Regions from separate parts of the Astyanax mexicanus genome. Here region 1 is linked to region 2. A link is a contact called in public Hi-C data. All regions are on one chromosome and are shown on one strand. Each heading gives the region's core, a stretch centred on a gene start, on an enhancer-like site or on the middle of the called end of the contact. The rest is flanking DNA. Distances are from core to core; before and after follow the strand shown.

What was found. Hi-C and Micro-C count contacts between places; a contact is called where the count stands out from the background.
Region 1: a contact with region 2 is called in a Hi-C map of muscle, with 5 times the contacts expected there. The contact joins the promoter of her6 here to the enhancer-like site in region 2. A contact is called at or near these places in 2 of 3 Hi-C or Micro-C datasets (both in muscle).

The regions. Positions count from the first base shown.
Region 1 is chr5:19,835,260-19,840,786 of AstMex3_surface, reverse strand. her6 (hairy-related 6) reads right to left here and starts at 1,839. Exons shown (of 4, transcript XM_007249064.4): 1 at 1,436-1,839; 2 at 1,161-1,256; 3 at 935-1,022; 4 at 1-671. The coding sequence starts at 1,543. The coding sequence ends at 151.
Region 2 is chr5:19,687,475-19,693,667 of AstMex3_surface, reverse strand. It overlaps opa1 (OPA1 mitochondrial dynamin like GTPase), which reads right to left. Exons shown (of 30, transcript XM_049479087.1): 26 at 5,769-5,885; 27 at 5,518-5,611; 28 at 5,295-5,405. Among protein-coding and RNA genes, the nearest start is that of opa1, 28 kb to the right of the region's middle. Within about 2 kb of position 3,722, the one cell type or tissue checked has an H3K27ac peak away from gene starts, as active enhancers do.

The DNA.
Region 1 (5,527 bases), core at 590-3,089, 150 kb before region 2:
GCGCTGTACAAATATAGTGCATAAATCTCTTCTTAAACACATTTCCATACAAAAAGACCAAAATAAGAAATAAAACGTTTAAACGAACAGAACAAGTGTCAACAGTTAAGAGTCTTTTTTAGAAGTCTCTTTTTAGGAGTCTTTTAAGGTCTACCAAGGCCGCCACACAGAGTCTGAGGTGACTGAAGGTGCGCCTGGAGATACTGCCGCTGGAACGGGTGTGCTGGAGTTGTTGGCATATACTGGGATTACAGGACCACTGGGTGCAAACGCGGCGTTGGGAATCAAAAAGGCAAACTGTCCATCTGTTGCTGGTACGAGCTGGAATCCTCCGTACACCTTGGTGGCTTCGGGTGACAAGTTGGATGAGGACCCACTTTTGCAGGGTACTCCACTGAGAGGCAGCACGTTGGCCTGTGGTGTTCCACCGGGGATCTGAACCATGGGCTGGGCGAAGGTCGGGTGCGGGTGGCCAGCAGCTATCTGGTGCTGCGTGGGGTAGTTCATGGCGTTGATCTGCGTCATGCAGTTGGCTAAGTGACCCAGCAGCCGCGTCCTGACCTCGGCATTAACCCCTTCGCAGGTGGACAGGAATCGGGTAACCTCGTTCATGCACTCGCTGAATCCAGCCCTGTACTTTCCAAGAACGGTGGGATCTGTGTTCAGAGCAGCTGTTGGGAAAACAAGAGAGACTTGGGGTCAGTCTACTGAACAGGGCTTGTTTAACAAATAAACCACAGATACAACCTAATAAGTTGTGGTTGGTAAGTTTAAGATGGAAAAGTCTTTAAAGTTCTCTAAATTGTAAATTCCATGAGTAGGAAAGGTTGATGTATACATGTAAATATCCTACAAAGCGTTCCAACAGAAGGCTGCAATAGGCTGCTATAAAGGTAGGCCTAAAAAGCTAATATTTAGTGGAGCAGGTACTCACCAGTCATTTGTGCTCGCTGCATGTTTCGGAGGTGCTTCACAGTCATCTCCAGGATATCCGCCTTCTCCAGTTTCGAGTGTCTGGAGCTCTGAAGGGAAACGAGCATAGAGAACGATCAGTAAATGAGAAGACGTAGCTTGCTAAACATAGACAGCCGTCATAGTGTATATATTCAGAATGACTTAGCGGTGAACTAATAGCATCTTGGTTCAGGTCACATACTTACATCTTTTTTCAGAGCATCCAGGATTAGCGTTTTGAGTTGTCCCAAGCTTTCGTTGATTCTGGCTCGTCTCCTTTTCTCCATAATGGGTTTGGACGACTATAAAAGTGAGAAAAAAAGACAATGTGTTAAAAGCGAGTAAAAGTATCAGGTGGTGCTTTAGACGCGCGTTTGGACTGTAGTCTGGTATGATATTTATTTCGCTTAAATAATTTCAGACCACATGCACAATCACACAACATTGTAAGAGGTAAAAAAAAAAAACACGCGTAGCTTACCTTTCTGTGCTCGGAGGCTGTCTTGGGCTTATCCGGCGTGGTGTTCATGCTCGCCGGGGTCGCGGCCACCGGGGATGAAGAGTTTTTTTCCATCATGTCAGCCGGCATCTTTTGCTGCAATATCCCCGAAAACCGTGGAAAAAGAAGAGAAATCCTTCGCGAGTGTTCAGTCTTCAGTGGCAGACAGCGCTGCGCGTGCTTTTCGTATTTATTTACAAGTCCAGACCGCGTAACAGTGGGTCTTAAAAAAAGAGAAAAGTCCCGTCGCAGCGTCCTGAGTTAAACAGCTCGTGGTGACGATGTCACGGCTCCTGCTCTCGCCGTTTGCCAGCAGCACTGAGCGAGCGACCGCGCGAGCGACTGAGCGAGTGACTGACCGCCTGCCCGCACCGCGCGCGCTTATTTATATCCCGCGCTGCACGCGAACGGCTCGTGTGAAACTTCCCAAACTTTCTTTCCCACAGTAACTTTGGACCAATCAGCGCGCGGCGCACGCGGCGCGAGGGGAGGACGGCTCGTGCTCGACGCGCTCCCATTGGTCGGGCGCCGTGTGAGCGGACGGCCAATGGCGCGCGGCCGGGATCCCGACCCCCAACCCTGCGCTCCGTTTACAGATTAACACTGAACAGCCCGCAGAAAAGCACAGAATCACACTTTATGATCCAATACACACTCAACCGTAAGCGAGGAGATAGATACACACAGGCAGAGTCAAAGTGTGTGTGTATGAAAGTGTGTGTGTGCAGGTGTGAGTATCGGGGGTGATACAGTAAATTCGGGTGTTTCAGTCTAGCTAGTAAAGTATTTTTTATACCTACTATTTTGCTGGTGGTCGCTTCTACTGGTTATGACCAACACTATCTATCTATACATTTCAAATACTGACAACTGAGCGAGAAAACACACACACACACACACACACACACACACACACACACACACATAACACGTTTAGTGTTATATTGTCACTATGAGTGATATGTAACACTTCAAGTGTTGATTTAACACTGGCAAAATTACCAAACGTAATTTAAACGATTGCACTATGGACACTGTGACGATTTACTACTGATTAGCCTAACGTGTCATGTGTGGGTCAGTAAACCCTGCCTGATCAAGACTGAGACCACCACCTCACAGGTATTAATAACGGACTATTTTAAATATGATCTCAGTCAAACTGCTTTAGCATCTTTCTTTATCTCGTGTTGTTGCATTTGTCTGCCCTAGGTTCAGGAACTGCAACACATCAGTCATTTAGGATAGTGGCTTCTGTCAAATTTGTTTAGAGCAATTATAACAATTTTAACTTGTTTTTCTAATTTAATTATCTGTTTACATCATGCTCTTAAGCTTGTTAAGAGGACGCCAGTGAAAGTCCTGAGCTGAAAACAAGAAAACAGGAAAACTGAGAGTGAGACTACCCCCCCCCCCTCCTCCCTTGCCTTTTTTTTTTACCTTTTATCACATAATGACTGCATTTCACACCTGGTCCTTATTAGTATAGTGAATCACTCGTCTGCAGAGAGTAAAATTCATAAACAGAAGCAAAGAGAGAAATAGAAAGATAGAGAGAAATAGAGATAGAGAGAGAGTCTGAAAGGATTGATGTCTGGTGCTTCAAAGTTGTGGAGAGAATGTTCAACTTTCAACTGTTCTTAAGTCAGCAGTTACTAGAACTAGATTTTTCCCATCCACCCACCCATCTGGCAACTGGCTGACCATCAACATTAAAATGTGGTTTAAATAATGTCAACAATTAACGTTTAGACATTTTTGGTGCTAACTGGTTTTGAAGAGGTTAACAAAATACTTCTAAATCAATGTTGAAACTTACTTTCATGTGAAATTAACATAATGCCATTTTTTTCTAGAAACATGATCAAGAAATGTGTTAAACAACCTGAAGTAAAGTTTGTTAACAAACTGCCTTATGGTGAAGATTTGTTATATACTTAATTACTTCTAAACCCTCGAAGAATCATAATTTTTAAGAGTGCACTATGTATACCCAAAAGAGCAACATAATCTGTAGTTGTTAAACGTTGAAAAGTAAGATGTTTAAACAACTTATCTTTCAAAGCAAAAAAAATAATAATAATATAACGTTAATTCAACCTTGATATGACGCTGATTGAACTGTGAATAAAGGCTAAAATGCCGGATGGGCACACTCACGCATTCACTCACTAACACACTCTCTTCCCTGTGTTTCTTTCAGCGCAGCTTTTGGCATTTTGACATGTGTCGGCGCGCGGAGCGCTGCTGTGAATGTGGAGCACGTGCCAGGATGTTTTATGAGCGCGGTGGTTGAGGTTTTGGCCGCCGGGCTGGGGGTGGCGGTGCTGGTTTACATTAGAGGGAAGGTAAATAGCAGCTGCCGCTCTGAGAGCCTGGGAAAACCACGCCCACCGAGCGCGAGAAGGAGAAATGTGTGTGTGTGTGTGTGAGTGAGTGAGTGCGGGCGAGAGAGAGTGTGTGTGTGTTTATCGGAATGCGAGGCAACAGTGTGTGAGGCACCGGGGCTTCGCGCCGCGCGGACAAACACGCCGCGCGCCGGACGGTAGACGGTTGACGGGGTCATAAAAAGGTTTCCACCAATAAGAAGTGTTTACTATAACTGTGCCGCGAGCGCGGGGTTTAGTCTGCACAGCGTGGCGACCGCATAATGACTACTGAATACAAAAATAAATACATAATATATATAATAATACAATTATTAGGTTAATTAATTAATAAAAAACAACATTCCCCGCGGGCAAATGTATTATAAAAATAAGAAATAAGACGTGCGTAAAGGCGAGGTAAAGTTTATACAAAGTACTAGCAGCATAATAGCAATCAAATACAAAACAAATACGTGCACTAATACTAAGTTATTACGTAAATTAATTAATTAATCAATTTATTAATTCATTAACTAGAGAAAAACTGAACTGACAAAATCTCCACGCGAAGTAACGGAAAGTCGCGCGCGCCGTCACCCGGTTATCTTAGTCTATCATAAACTAACGAGCCTGCCATACTCCGCAGGCAACACACACACACATTCACATTCAGAGCGCCGTTGCCACCACCCCCCTCCGCTCCCCCCTGCTACCACATACACACACATTCGCACGTACACACACACACACTCATCTCCGCTGCTGCGCGCGCTCCAGCTGCTGTAGAAGCCCCGCGACACGTGGCGCGCGAGCGAGCGGGGGAACGAGCTGCTGCTGCCCGCTCGCTCTGCCCGCGCCGGCAAAACCCCGCCTCCTTCCCCACGATTGGCCACTAGGCTTCCATCTCCTGTGTCGCGATTGACTAATTCCATCACACTGCCGTCCAGTTGCAGCACGATATGCAAATGAGATACCAGCACGTTGTATCTGCCAGAGCAAAATACAGTATAACCTGCCAGCCAATCCAAGCTCAATATGCAGATAGATAAAAATACTACCAGCCAATCATAGTGTAGTATGCAAATTTTAGGGCAAACCGAACAGCAGCCAGTTTGTAAAGGTTGTAAAGAAGCCGCAGAAATCCGGGCTTTCAGAAAAGCTTCCTGCACTTCATTCACGGCCGTTTTTAGTTTCAGGCGTCTGCTCGAGCTATTTAAAGAAAAAAAAATACATTTATGGAAACTGATTAATGAATGTAGCATGAAAACCTTCTCTTGAAAGTCCCAAAGAAGTATGCAGCTTTGCGTTAAACAGTGAAAATTACTATAACCGCCAATGCAATACCTATTATAGCAATACATATATACACAGAAAACTCCTAAAGTTGTCACAACATTTTCTGTTTTCCTACAACATTGACACAATGTTGCCCAGATGCTTTAATGTCTATGTTTTATTAACAGCTTTTGCACAACATTTGAAGACAGAACATATTAATTTGTCTTAGAACATTTCAACATTTAGTGCATTTAAACATTGTGACAGTGTTGTAAGCACAAAGAAATTGGTTGTCACAATGTTTCCTAGAGGTTTCACTGTTTATGTTTTATTGACATTGTTTTCACAACATTGTCTAAAAGTTGCACTACTATGTTTTTGAACAACATTGCCTCTTGGCCATAAGACTTTCCACATTTCAAACTAT
Region 2 (6,193 bases), core at 2,473-4,972:
CCTTATAGTGGGTGCCAGATGGATGGGACTGTCTGTTCCCAAAGCTGAGCATCATGTGTCTACAGGTAATACGCCACAAAAGCCATTACTATCCCCAGTGAACAGTGCAGTGGCTGGTAATGATTATGACTAGTCGTGTCTGGCTAGAACGGTCCATGCAAACAGACAAGCGAACCACATCCACAGTAAATGAAGGAAGCCTCACTTGCATTTCCACAGGTCAGTGTATGTGCAGTCTGCAATGCATTCTGTCCAACTATTCAATTTTTCATCAAATTACATGATTTCCAATTGTAATCATAAATTCAAAAAATCTAATTTTGCCACTTCACACCAGCACTATGGATTTAAAATTAAGTTGTCGAGATGTGACTGAAGCACAGATTTGATCCCTTCATGTTTACAGACCAAAAGTCTGAAAAGTAAGAACTAACAATTACACATCATTTTCAAACCAGCTGACATCTGTCTGAAATCACCAAATGCTGCTTTTCCACACTCAATATGCTTTAAAATTTGTGTTTTTCAAATTATTTGTAACAAATACATCAAATATATGGATTACATTTTCAAAGCACTGAAAATGCTGTCAAGATAACCTGACTTAATAAGAGTAATAAAATTAAAGTACATTTACTTTTATGGATAATCATTAATTATTAGGCTGCAAATTGTGTGGGGGGGGAAATACATGTTTAAATATTGTCTCTTTTTTGTCTATTTTAGTGTAAAACAGATACAATACCGAAGTTACAGTTAAAGAATGAGTGAGAGAGTGTTCGAGATGCTGGGAGAGAAAGACAGATCAGCTAAACTGTAGCACACCACCCCTTATCCCACATCAAAGACAGCAAAACCCAGCGAACATGATGCCACCTTGTGCAGGAAAGGCAGCAAGGCTGGGCAAGCCCAGGAATTCCACCCTGCTTTCTGAAGAGCTCACTGGAGGAAGCCAGGCAGCTCTCCAAACTTGTTTTCAGCTCTGATGCCCTCAGGATCACAGAGAAGTGAAGCCTGCTAGCGAAAAGAGAAAGACCAAGAGAGATGCCCTGGCATACGAATTATCATTCAGCTGAGCGACAAAAAGTGCCAGATAAAAGAGACAATTGATTAATTAGCACCACTCCTTTATAGCCAAATTGTTTGCCAAAACCAACTTTCAGTAACCCAGATGCCGCATTAAACGGCTGTTTGTGTAAAAACCTTCTGCTCAACCATAAACTGAAGCTTTCAGCTTGGCCCACAGCGAGCACATAAACTGGCTCCTTCCAGAGCCATTAGCAGTAGTCATTTGAAGGCAGTGATCCACAAACCACCACTCTTTTTCTAAATACAGGCTACAGAGGGTGACCATGTGCTCTGTGTGAGTGTGTGTGTGTATGTTGGTAACTACAAGGGCAGTGATGCACAAGCACATACACATGCCCCAGCATGTCTCTATTAGCATACCGGCCACTTCTTGGGAGGTCAGCCTGGTGCTTTCTCCTAAGTGTTGACTGTCCGCTGGGCAACGTCATGCCTTAAAGCACAGGAATCCACTCAAAGCTTCACCCATAGGAGATCGGGGCAGCGCCAGGGTCACACAATGACCACTGGCCATGCCCACAGTGCCAGAACAGGCCAACATCCTGTGGTTTTGAATTCAGCTGGGTCCAAGGACCAACACTCAAAGCAGCAGCGTACAGGTTGACCACTGTGTCTGCCAACACATCTTTGTTTGCCCAGTAAATTGTTTCCACTAGTGTTTTTTTTTTCTTGCTTGTTGCCTCTAATCTATTGTATCCTTTGAATTTCATACAAACCCTCAAACCGTTGCTGAATTCACAGAACCACTACTATATGTGAAAAGCCAATTATAAAACAGGTGCTGTCAAAAATAGGTTAGTATTTCTAGACAATAGGCAAAGAGAACTCATCTATACATTGGATTATTATTGTGGCCAAAATGCTGTAAAGCTTATAAAGTTTATAAAGTTTTATAAAGTGCAAAAATAGTTTCATCTCCATTCCTAGCAACCCCACAACTCTATTTCATTTGTATCTACTAACTGCCATTAGTTGACTACATCATAAAGTGAATTTTAGATTTTTATACAATAAAATTAAACAATTGTGTTGATATATAAAATCAAAATGCTCAAATATTTATTAACTGATTGAGCTTTCAGATCAGAACTAAACTACAGTTTAAAAGTTGGAAATAGCAATTATGTATTTGACATATCAACAAACTGGTCTAGTTTAATTAAGACAATTTAAACAATGTACATATTAATACCACAAACTAGATACCTAAAGGTTCTAGTAATTTTAAATTACTCAACATTTCAATATCAACACATAGCTAATAGACAAATATGTAATCTTTTCAACAACAAAAAACAGAAAAACAATATATTTGTGATAACACTTTAAATTATTTGCAATAAGATTAAATCACTTCATTACAAAACAAGATATATTGATTCTAATCCTATGAGACACATTTAAAGTAAGGATGTCTTGATCTAGTTGTTTGGCCCCTGATTTGATAAGTGTACCTTAATGCTGACTTTCAGTTGATACCCAAAACAGCCTAAATAACTGAGGATTAAATTGGTATTATGTGCTATAAATTATTATTAGTAATCACAAGAAAAATCACTTATTTTTAGTGATCAGTCTATAGTTTTAATCTTATAATTCATTTAAAATGACCTTCTTGGTTTCATGTTTCACTGTTAAATACTGTAGTTCATAAAGAAGTTTATTAATGTAATTAATTAGGTTATAAATACGTTACAAACTATTAATAAAGAGTTACGGTACAACACATTCAAAGAAAGGACAACAGTGGCCTGTTTGAAAAAAAAGTGATTTCACATTCATTTATACTGTTAAACCTCACATCTTTCTGGATGCTTATTTTACTTTGTCTGTTTCATTAGTCAGCATTAGCATACATTATTAATTTTAAATACCAAGATTAAACTTGGATTAAATGTGGTGTATATTAACATAAAATAACACTATAAGTAAACTGACTTTCTATATTATTTAAAAAAAAAAATAAAGTAGGATATATTGTATGTGTTGTTACTACTTATTAATGGTTTATATTATATAAATATTTACAACCTAATTAATACACATGAATAAACTACCTTATAGACTGCTTATAAACCCTTTATAAAGGAGCCTTATATGCACAATAAGAATCATGGCTGGTTTGATAATGAAGAATAGCAGAGGGGGAGCTTTGCTACCATGAAACAAAGAATCAGAACAAGATCAGGCTTTACACACCTGGAAAGCTTTAGAATTTACATTATTTAAATTATTTTATGTGTTTCTATATGTACCTGCAACACAATTTATAGAAATGTATATTTTGAAAAATATTACCTACAAACTTCAATAGCCTTAACTAGAGCTGTACCAACCAGGGCTGTGAAACCCACAGAAAAGAAGCAGACAAGTCATGCAACTCTACTGCAGCCACTACTTTAAAGCGCTGACCTGCCTGCTGTAACGTTAAAGAGAGCACTTCCTCACTAACACACTGAGCTGTCTTTTCCACCGAGTGCTCACAGAGATCTCTTAACAATGGGCCGTTCTCCAGCAGCCAGGCAATTCATCACTGAAGAGAAAGAGTCACTCTTTACGACCCAAACACAGGAGTGTGCAGAGAGGCCGCTTTGCCTGTGTTTTTACTGTCTGTGGGTGCACACTAATTTGGGCGTCGGCATCGTTACCTCGCTCTCTTGTTATCAGAGCAATAGCGGCACTCAGCCGGTCGCAAGTGCTGTGTATGCATGTGCTCAAGTCTGGGCATGTCAGCGTTGCCTCTGTAAATTGCTACTCTAATCAATAGGCTGTTTTACAGTAACCAAGGCTATGGACATGACAGGCGGCAGGCAGCATGCAGCCAGGATCTCTCTCTCTCTCTTTCGCACGCTCTCACTCTCTGTCACTCTGAATGGCAATTAAGGACTCAAGATCCAAGAGAGAGAAAAAAAAAAAAAAAAAGGTATGGAATGAAATGGAAGGTGAAAAATCAAGGCATTCTTTGCAATCAGAACCACTTAAAAGAAGCATGCAATAAAAAAGCAAAAGAACGAGTTTTTTTTTTTGCACAAAGGGAAATAAATTAGACAACAATAAAGCTCATTAGTGGGAACTAGGGCTGCACAGTACAGCTCTGGAAAAAATTAAGAGACCACCTCAGTTTCTGATTCAGTTTCTCTGATATTGATATTTATAAGTATACGTTTGAGTAAAATTAACATTGTTGATTTATTTTATAAACTACACACAACATTTCTCCCAAATTCCAAAATTAAAACAGTCATTTAGAGCATTTATTTGCAGAAAATGAAAAATGCTGAAATAAAAAAAAAAAGCTTTCAGACCCTTAAATAAAGAAAACAAAACAAGTTCATATTCATAAAGTTTTAAGAGTTCAGAAATCAATATTTAGTGGAATAACCCTGGTTTTTAATCACAGTTTTCATGCATCTTGGCATGTTCTCCTCCACCAGTCTTACACACTGATTTTGGTTAACTTTATGCCACTCCTGGTGCAAAAATGTAAGCTTTTCGGCTTGGTTTGATGGATTTGATCATCCATCCTGCTCTTGATTATATTATATGTATATATTTTTCCAGAGCTGTATGCTGTTTCAGCACCATCATCATTATGCGCTAATGCGCAATAGTCATATCGCAGGATGTGCAAGATCATACAATTAAAAATATACCACAATAAACCACGCTTTTTATGTCGCAATATATATGTGTACACAATATCCCAATGTCACAATGTCAGTAAGTTTCCAGTGTTGCTCTATAAGGAACAAACTTAAAAAGTGTTAATGTAAAAAAAAAAACTGTAATAGCTTCACACACATTAGATAATACATGTCAGAAAACACTTAAACAAGTATATAAAAGTAAATTGATGACCTTTAAGAGAAGTCAAAAATGTGCAGTTTCATATACAGAATACTCTGTCATACAATATGAAAGCTATACCACAAAAATGTGACAAAACACAATTACTGCCACTGAAAATGACTAGAATGGACTTTGCTAGGAAAATCTAGTTTTCAGAACAGTATTGCCCTCTAGTGGTAAGCACTATACATCTACATGTTAAGGTGTTAAAAGAATAGATGAAAGACCACCAGACTTGTCAGGCTAACACAGCAGGTCTAAAATGACTTACTCTCTTCAGTAAAAAAAAAAAGTTTAAAGACCCCCCTGCTTTTGTGCAAAGGAATAAGGTACTGTGTGAGATGCTGTGATTCACTTACTAAGGTCTTCAGCCAGCTGAACTCTCCTGCCTGTGATCAGTTGCACTTTTTTCTCTGTGTCTTCCCCAAAGTCCTCTAGCACCTCTTTCACGTTCTTCTCTAAGCGCCGTACTGAAAAGTGGTCAAAGTCACATCAAGCCTTGTTAAAAATGATCATACAGAAAAGGGAAGGTTCATTTCTAGACGCACATAAAACAACTAGCATACGATTGTTCATACATACCCTCAGTGTTGGTGAGCTGTTGTCGGAGAGTGTTGGCTGTGATGCCCAACATCCTCTGGATCCTCCAGAACAAAACCACATCATTGCACTCAAGCTACAACAGATGTGCAAACCACAGTTATAAAACTCTCAAATTTACATTTCAATTCAAATGCATGTTTGTATTCAAAGCACAGTAAACAGTACAAACCAATAGACTTTATCCATAAATGTATTCAAAGTACATCACTAACAAGACACTTTATTCTTACCTCTGAGTCTACGAAGTGTCTCTGGTAATAGTAGAAGCCTCGTCGGCAGAGGTTACAGTGGAACAAAGCCTTCTGCAGGAAGTGACGTCGGTAGAGTTGGTGCCACGTGTCCTTGATCTATAGAAAAAGTATACGCTAGTATAGGTAGTATACGCTGTACAAATACCAGTAGGGCATTTTTCCTTTCACAAAATATTTAAACATTTCTGGATGTTGTGTTGTGTTGCATGCTGACATGATTACATCACATGTACAAAACACTCTACATTCAACTGTGCCTACTGCAGCCTCAGCTTTCTGTTCTTAACTCACAGTCTGAATAAACTGAAGAGAATCCTGTGCTTAAAAACCTAAGAAGATCAGCAGTTTCAAAATAGTAATTAGTCATTATATACAATAATGCCATGGCCAAATCACTAAATCTT